Regions from separate parts of the Mus musculus genome. Here region 2 is linked to region 1. Evidence: chromatin contacts called from public promoter capture Hi-C data. All regions are on one chromosome and are shown on one strand. Each heading gives the region's core, a stretch centred on a gene start, on an enhancer-like site or on the middle of the called end of the contact. The rest is flanking DNA. Distances are from core to core; before and after follow the strand shown.

Region 1 (4,365 bases), core at 700-3,199:
GGAACATGGCAGCAGGCAGGCATGAATGACTCTGGAGAAGCAGCAGAGAGCTCACATCTAGTCCACAAGCAAGAGGAAGAGAGAGAGAGCATGCTAAGTTGGAATGGCATGAACTTTTGAAACCTCAAAGCCCACCCCCAATGACACACCTCCTCCAACAAGGGCACACCTCCTAATCCTTCCCTAACTGTTCTATCAACTGCTGACCAAGTCTTCAAACATAGGAGCCTGTGAGTGGCATTGCTGTTCCAGCCACCAGAAGAGGCATATGAGGGCAGGTGTGGAGTTTTATTTTTAAATTTATTAAGCTTGAGTGGAGAATGTAGCTCAGTTGATACACTACTTGACTAGCATGTGTAAAGCTCTGGGTTCAATCCCCAGCACTGAAGTAAGAAAAAAAAATGGTGTCACATACCTGGAATCTCAAACCTTGGGAGGTAGAGGCAGCTTAGGATATTTGACATCCTGTCTCAAAACAAAAACAAACAATAAATGTATTGAGCTTGAGTGGAGATATTGAATGAGCCCCTGGACCTCTAAGTAGAGCCTGAACAGCGACTCCATTTGTTTACTTTATGTCTGTCTCCCTGTCCGCTGAAGTACTTCCATGCTCTTCCAGAGATCAGATTTTTGTGTCCCCTTAAAGCTTCCCTTCAGGGCAGGGGAGATTGCTTGGTGGGTAAAGTATTTGCTGCTCAAGCATAAGGCCTGTTTTCAGAGTCAGGGCCACAGCTTGTGCATCAACAAGTGAGTTTCGGTCACCTGTCCTTCCTAAGTCAGCTAAAACAGTCAAATTAATAGTGCAGAACAGCAGGAAAAGAAAAGAATAAAAAAAGATTTGGGAAAAGTTATAAAGAGACCCAGTACCTTCCACCAAAGCCATGTTTTAGGTTCTGATGTGCAGTTATGGTTTAAGAATGGGCCAGAGTAACATAAATCTAAGCAAGTCAAAGTGTGGTCCAGCCAGCTCACCACTGGCCCCTCATTGCCTCCCCTGTAAGGTGTTCTGGAAGTGTTTGCCCACGTTTTAGGTTTTCTTTTATCCCAGCATGAAGTCCCTTGATGGGGGTGAATCGGTTCCTGTTTTGATTTTATTGTTTTGATTGTCTTACAGTAAAAAGTATAGGACACAAATATCTCTTTAATATCCTCCCACAAAACAAAAATAAAATGATTTTGGTTTTTACTGGACCAGGTCCAATAAAAAAATTTGAGTTTCCCAGAATTGCTCCATAAGCTCTGTTCTTGTAGGATACTTTTCATTCATCTTACAACTGTTAACGCTACTACACAGTAGAGTTTTCTGGAATTCCGAATTATTGGGAACAAGTATAAAGTTCATTGTGGGAGCTAAGGCAGTCATTCAAAAAAATGGAGCGAAAGCGTGCTCTGCAGACAAAGGGGAACCGTAAACCTTCATCTGAAAAGTCTGAGGAATTAACAATCCGAAAGCGGTTATTACTAAGACGTAATCACAAGCACTACTCCAGCTCCTCCCGGACTTCTACTATATTCTTCCCTTTCCGGTTCCATTCCTTCCTGAAATGTGAGCTAAACCCAGTTAGGTATCACTGGCCAATCAGCGCGCAGCCTTCCGCAGTCGTAAGGGCCGCCTCTGCCAATGAGAGATCCCTGCGCTTCGGTGGTGCGAGGTAAAGCTTGTGGGCGGAGCCAAACGTTGAGCGGCTTGTGAGCGAGCCACTGTCTTAATACGGAAATGCGGCTCTGAGCGCGCCGAAGGGGATTGTGGGCGGGGCTACGAAACGAAGGCTAACCAATAGGAGACATAGTACGCTTACAGGAAAGAGAAGTCACCAATAGACACATGGATATGACTATGTAGGCGGGTCTTAGACCTAAAGCGTTCAAAAAATCACGTCTATTCGCTGCGTCTTCGCCGTCACGGCGGCACCGCCTCCTCGTCCCATTCATTCTTTTTTTTTTTTTCCTTCCCCATTCACCGTAGTAGTGAGGCCTAGTCACGAGCCATGGAGTGCGCTCCCCCGGCGGCCGGCTTCCTGTACTGGGTGGGCGCGAGCACCATTGCCTACCTGGCCCTGCGAGCCTCGTACTCGCTCTTCAGGGCCTTCCAGGTGTGGTGCGTGGGCAACGAGGCCTTGGTCGGTCCGCGACTCGGAGAATGGGCAGGTGAGTGGAACCACAAGCCGCGACCACGCTGTGGCCCTTGTTCCCCTGTCGCTCGCGCTCAGCGAGCCCGCTCTGGAGCGCGGAAACTTCTCCAGACCCTGAGCGCACTGGCGGGGTGGGTGATCTGACCTGCTGCTGCCTGGTGGGCACGGAGGAGACCTTTCTTAACTCCCCGGACTTGTCCTGTTGGAGCCCTCCTGGGCAGGCGGCCGGAGTCAGGCGCATTGTCCGCTGTGTCCCTTGCAGTGTTTATTTATTTTTTAAAATAAAGTTTTTCACTTGGCTTGAAAACTGGCCCTGTGCTATGGATGAGAGCATAGGTGAAGATAGGAAGAAGGGTTGCAGGGACAACGATTTCAGAAGTTAGGATCTTGGGAAACTTGATTCTCCAGTTACTTGAATTGGGTTTGTTTCATGTAATTTAACAAGTCCTTTTGGGGAGGGGGGAGGTGGAGGCGGTGTCGGAGGAAATCTTGGTAAATTATTCTGGAGTTTCAATGACTAAGAAGCGCTGTTCTGGGAAAACAAAGTCTTCCTATCGTATTCAGTACTTTTTGCAAGAGTTTGCGGAAAATGTCTTTACAAAAAGTGACCAAAACACGCGAACCTTCTTCTTTTCAGTTGACAGATTTTAAAAATGAGAACGAAGGTCGTATCAGAGAAGTTGAGAAAATCCTAGTTCAGCCCTCTCACCTTTGTTTCTATTTTTTGAGAGAAGGGCTTTAAAACAAACACCCATGTAATCATGATGTATGTGTGGCTCTCTGGTGTTTTGTAACTCACTGTTCACGACTCAAACATTTTATAGAATATTGGGGTGCGGTTGCCTACGGACTAAACACAGGACAGAAATCATGTTACTTTTCAGGTTTGTTCTGTTCATTAAAGAACATTTAAACGACTTAGAAAAGACATGACAGTTAATCTTTTGGGACAACACCCTAATAATAGGAGAAAATATTTCAAGTAGAAATGAGTTTGTGAGCCCCTTTCCTTGATGTGGGGCAAACAGTGATTTTATACAACTTTCCAAAATCACTTTTCATAGTCCCTGGGGGAAAAAGTGCTCGCTGTGATTAAGATTCAGATGATATAATTTCACAATTGACTTGGTCAGTTTCTTTGTTGTCAGCTTGGAAAAAGTTGTTTGTTGGCTTATTTTTATTTTTTTTTAAGTCAATGCAACAGTAATCCCATAGGAAATCAGTTATCCAATAAAATGAAACTTGCAAAGAAAGCCCAGTGTTGCTTTAGCTTTATTATTGTAAATTGTTTGCACAGTCTAAAACGCAGAGTGAAAGTCAAGGGTTTGCCACGTTCAAGGTAGGTTTGGCTCCATCCAGACAAAGGGAAACTGGTAAAAATTAGGAAAGCATTTCTGGCAGATTTAGAAAAGAAATTTGACCTAGAACATTGGGATATGAAAGAGAACTGTGGTGTCATATGGAAGTGAAGTATAGTTGGGGTCAATTGTTTGGGGTTTTGGTTTTTTTTTTTTTTTTTTTTTTTTTTTTTTTAATGCTTAAGCAAAAGAAATGATAAGCAAGATGGCTTAGCAGGTAACGGCACCTGGCCTACACTTGACAGCCTGATTTCCATGCTCAGGATTATCCACAGAGGAGAGACTGACTTCTCTCCACATGAATGCTTTGGTACAGATAGCACCTCCCCAGATAAAACAGCACCCCTCCCCCGAGGAAATGTAAACTAAGTCCTCACTTGTAACTCATAAACATATGTATGTAACCTACATCTTTAAACACTTTCTTACTCTTCAAATTCAGATATTTCAGAACTAGGATTCAGATGAGTTCTTCCTTGGCAGCGGTTGGGTGGGAGTAGCATACTATGTAGAAGACAGACTAGCAGAGGCAGCACCTGGGGTCCCGGTAAGCTGTGGTTAGGCATTGAGCTGGGGAGAGTTGGGATAGTAGGGTTAATGCTAATATGTAGGCAGCATTGTTTTCTCCCTTACAGGATTGCTGTCTCAATCTTGAGTGCTCATTCCTGGGTGATCTGTAAATACATGCTAGTGGGAAGCATTCTTAGGGTGCTCTAATTTCAGTCCGTGATGTTAATTTATCTTCTTCTCTATAGACAGTTAAATAGTTTATTCTGTAGAAATTAGTAGTGGTTCAGTTTTTGTCAACTTGGCATAAGCCTGGGTCATCTGGGAGGAGGACATTTAAGTTGAGAAAATGCACTCATCAGATTGGC
Region 2 (4,241 bases), core at 72-2,571, 8.9 Mb before region 1:
GACATGTAATGAGATCTCTAGTTGAGGTATATGGTGGTCCTAGAGTTTTCTTTGTGGTTTCCTCAAAATATGGGCCAATCTAAAATGCTAGGTATTCAAAAGTCTTTGACAAATCACCATCTGAAACCACCCACTTCTCCTTCTATACTTGAAAAACATCTTCAGCTTCTTTTTTGTATGTGGCTATTTTCTGTCTTGATAAATTCAATCACAGCTCTTGAATCACAGGTTATTTTGCTGATCTGGCACAACACTTAGTATGAAAAAAAAATCTGTATTTCTATGATGACCGTCACCAAGATTTACTAATAAGGGATGACAAACATGTCTGCTATCAATGCACCTTGATTCTGATACATTGCTTCTACTTTCCTCGTTCTCCATATATAGGGATGGCCACCAGGGACCTGTGTCCTATATGCAAAATCTCCCTTTCAGTCGTGCCTAATTTCAAGGTTTATAAAGAATTTGTGAAAAGCCACTTATTCCAAGACAATAATAGTTCAGATGCTCTGCATTAAATATTTCCTGTTTTATTTTAAATTGAGACCCCTTGGCTAGACGAAAGGTTAGTAAAGATATAATTTTGTGGACTTCCCCTGAGTCTTCTGCAGGGCTTATCAGTTAGTATCGAAGCTGTTTATTCTTCTAGTTCGCTAGTTCACCATTTTCTTAGCACTAGAAGGCATTTCATAAGCCTGCGTCCTGTTTAACTGAAAGAAAACCCATGTTGCCCCAGGGCCCATTTTCCTTAAAGAAGAATCATTTCCAAGAGCTCCCACCTCATAACGTCAAGTAAGATAGGCAAGGACAACTGCCCAAAAGAGTGCCCTTTGGGGTGCCTGACAATTCCGGTAGAGCAGTCCTACTAGCACAGAGGGGCCTCTGACTTTCGCGGACTGGGTTAGGAATTAGCCGCCTAGAGCTCCTGGCCGAAGCCCCACCCCGCGGCCCGTGACCCCACCTCGCCTGCTGTAGACCGCCGTCCTTACCTGCGCGCCACACGGCCGCGAGCAACAGTCTCCTTGAGCTTGACAGCCAGACATGGTTCTGACTCTGCTCCGTTATCTGTCCCGCGCTCGTTCCAAGTCTGAGCGGCCGGCAGAACGCTATTAGGCGACAGAGCGGGCAGCCTGGGGGCGGAGCAAGAGTGAGAGGCGGAGTCTGAGGGGGACCTCGTCCCTTTGGAGAATCTGCGGCGGCGCAAACCGGCCGGTGGGCGTGCCCGTGAAGGTTGGAGGCGGTGTTAGAAGGACTAGTCCTCCAGTCCAAGGCGGGGAGCGTGCGCTGTGGGCGGGGCCAGCCCATGCAAGGCGGGGCCTGGACGGGCCTTGAGGCCGCCAATCTAGTTGACTTGCGAGCTTTCCCGGAGAAAGCCGGGAAGATGGCGGCCTCCTGGAGGCTTCACTGTAACCAGCCGCTGCTTCGGTACCTTCTGGGATTTAGCAGCCGTCGAAGCCTGGGACTGGCTCAGGGTGCTGCTGCTTGGCCTGTCGACCGTGGAGCAAGTTGGAGGTGGTTTCACAGTACTCAGCTGCTGCAGGGTGAGTGGCTTGCGCTCGCTCCACTTCTCTCTTTAGCTGAGCAATGGGGCCTGGGTCAGGGGCTTTCTTGATTGGGGACACGGTTTGTGAGGTTAAGTGCGGACTCTTCCTGTTCCTTTCAACCTCCCCCAGAAACGGGCCTGCTGACTTAGCCTATGGCATGCGGCAAAAGAACTGTCTTCAGACTTGGGAGAGCATGGTTCCGTCCTTGGCCTGCCTTCAGGGCTACATGGCTTCTCTGTGACCTTGCTTTAGAATTTGAGAAATTTCGATGTCACCTAGGGAGGGTCTGTTTTAAATCCCTCTATTTTAGACCCTTATCAATCACATGTCAAATTTCTTTAATTTTACCATTCCTCTCTAATGTAATATAGCTGCCCATACATTCAAAGCCACTATTACCCATACTGATTCATTCAAAGGACCTGTCCCTATTGGAAAACTTTAAATCTTACTGCACTTAATGTATGCAGCATACAAGACTTAACTTAGAAAATACAGAATCACAGACATTGCTAGAATGTTTCAAGTAAAATATGTGGCATGAAATTCATACAGCCTATTACATAAAATTGTTCTTAAGCAGTGATATTGAACTCGGAGATATACCCACTGTCCTTCCGTTATTTAACATACAGCATATAAAATGGCAGACCTGGCATTATTCTTCCTTACGTGTATGAATATGGGCTGGGGGTTAGGATGGGGGCACAGAAAACAGTTTTAGAAACCATTAGACATTTAAGTAATCATTCTTACCACCACCTGGTACAGTAGGCCTAGCCCACACTTTCTGAGCTGTCTGAGGCCACAAAACAAAACAAAAAAAAAGAAAAAGAAAAACAATAAAATCCGTGTGCTGAGATTTCTAAAGAGGGGCTAATAGGGACAATTTACCTAAGTCATTTTTGGAGTAATGTTTAATAAATACTTCCTGGATATTGTCTTTAACTGTATAGTATATAATATTTTCTCTGCCTGGTCCTCATTTGTTAAAACTGAACTTGCCTACACTTAGCAGAAACTCTGACTCAGGAATCTGCACCTTATACTGTTGTGAGTTTAATGGAGCACACTTTTGAGACTCCCTGCCTCAAAACATCGAGGAATATGAAAGCTTAGATTGGGAAAAATACCTGTGAAATGGCCTATCCTTGCTTGTGAGGTCTTTTTGAGAGTGTGAATTTCCTAAACTCTGTTTAAAAAGGAAAGAGTGTGTGTTCTTAGACACAAAAAATGAGTAGTTTCCAAGATTTTTCTTAGAGTCAGCTGCTTCTGCCTTTAGAAATTCACATGGATAGTTTTCATCTGCTAAGTCTTGGCATTTTACCTGGACTTATCCTCTACCTCCGGGTAGATACCTTGAACACCTTGTCTGTCGGCATCATTTGTAGGAAGATGGTGCTGAATCCCAAGGCAAACTGAGTAGTTTTATTATCACTACCCACTATCCACTTAAAGTACACATTCATTGTCTTAAAGCTTTTGGGGTCAGAAGTATAAAATGAATCTCACTAGGCTAAAGTCAAGGCGTCTAGCCAGGATTGTCTTCTTTGGAGGTTCTAGTAGGCAATCTGTTTCCTTGTTTTGTTTTGTTTTAGTTTGTTTGTTTGTTTGTTTGTTTTTGCTTTTTTTTTTCCATCCAAAGCCTTCTCAGATTTGTGGGCTCTTAGTTCCTGTCTCTCCTCCAGCTCAGTAACAGCGAGTCTAGTATTGAGCACACTTGTATCTCTCCACACTTCCTCCTACCTCGCTTCCATCGAGAGGATGAAGTCTTGTTGCTATGTTGGGCCCAGCAGGATAATGGATTTTTCCCCATCTCAGGATCAGTTGATAACAACCTCCATCCACGTTCATCTTAATTCTGTCTTGTTCTGTGAGATAGCATATTTGTAGATTTCGGACATTATGACAGAGACCTCCAATAGAGGCATTATGCTACATGTGGAGCCCGAATCTTTCTACCAACTCTTACCAATACGATTTTGTTAAGCTACTTGAATACATTAATTATTTTAGAAAACATGAACTTAGAGGGTTGGCTTTCTTTTTTTTTTTTTTTTTTTCATCCTCGTACTTTAATAAAACTAAGCTGGTTTTTGTATCATCAGAGACTGAATTAGGTGCATTTAGTGAACCCACTTCTCTTTCACATACTTATGTAGGATTTTAAAATCTGTAAATTTGGAAGTACTCTTGTTTTGTTTTCCCTAAAGGGGATTTGTTGGCTGCCTTTGGGAGTTATGGCATGGGCTGTGTGCTTAACACTTCTTAGAATTTTTTATTGAGTTCTAACGATCTAAAACTTCGGTATTATTGCTGTTTATTTGTGTAAAACTACAAAAGTTCAGAAAAGTGAAGCCTTGCAGCTGTGTTTTAAGTGCACTAATCAGTGCTCTGTGTATTTATGCTTAACAAATCCCTTCTTTCAGTTTTTCAACTGAAATGTTTATTGAGAAAGCAGTGTTACTTATCTCTTGCCTGATTTCGTAAAGGAACAAATGTCTATCAGAGAGTGGGCACGTGACAGCCTACTTACAAAGTGTGATCTCCTGACCAAAACACATTCTCAGAATTCTGTCACATGGCCCATTCAGATATACAGTCATATTTAATTCTGTATATGCAATCCTGAATTATTTGACATCTTTTTTTTTTTACAGTATTTATAGACTACTTGTGAGAGATTAACAGTGA

What was found. Promoter capture Hi-C pulls out the DNA fragments that hold promoters and counts their contacts.
Region 2: a contact with region 1 is called in a promoter capture Hi-C map of pre-B cells, with 4 times the contacts expected there. The contact joins the promoter of Pdhx here to the promoter of Hsd17b12 in region 1. A contact is called at or near these places in 2 of 39 promoter capture datasets (cranial neural crest and pre-B cells).

What each region holds. Positions count from the first base shown.
Region 1 is chr2:94,155,493-94,159,857 of GRCm38.p6, reverse strand. Hsd17b12 (hydroxysteroid (17-beta) dehydrogenase 12) reads left to right here and starts at 1,949. Exons shown (of 11, transcript NM_019657.4): 1 at 1,949-2,148. The coding sequence starts at 1,989. Gm39885 (a long non-coding RNA gene) reads right to left here and starts at 1,694. Exons shown (of 3, transcript XR_866573.3): 1 at 416-1,694; 2 at 1-57.
Region 2 is chr2:103,070,593-103,074,833 of GRCm38.p6, reverse strand. It overlaps Pdhx (pyruvate dehydrogenase complex, component X), which reads left to right and starts at 1,321. Exons shown (of 11, transcript NM_175094.5): 1 at 1,321-1,544. The coding sequence starts at 1,385. Apip (APAF1 interacting protein) reads right to left here and starts at 1,159. Exons shown (of 7, transcript NM_019735.4): 1 at 993-1,159. The coding sequence starts at 1,046.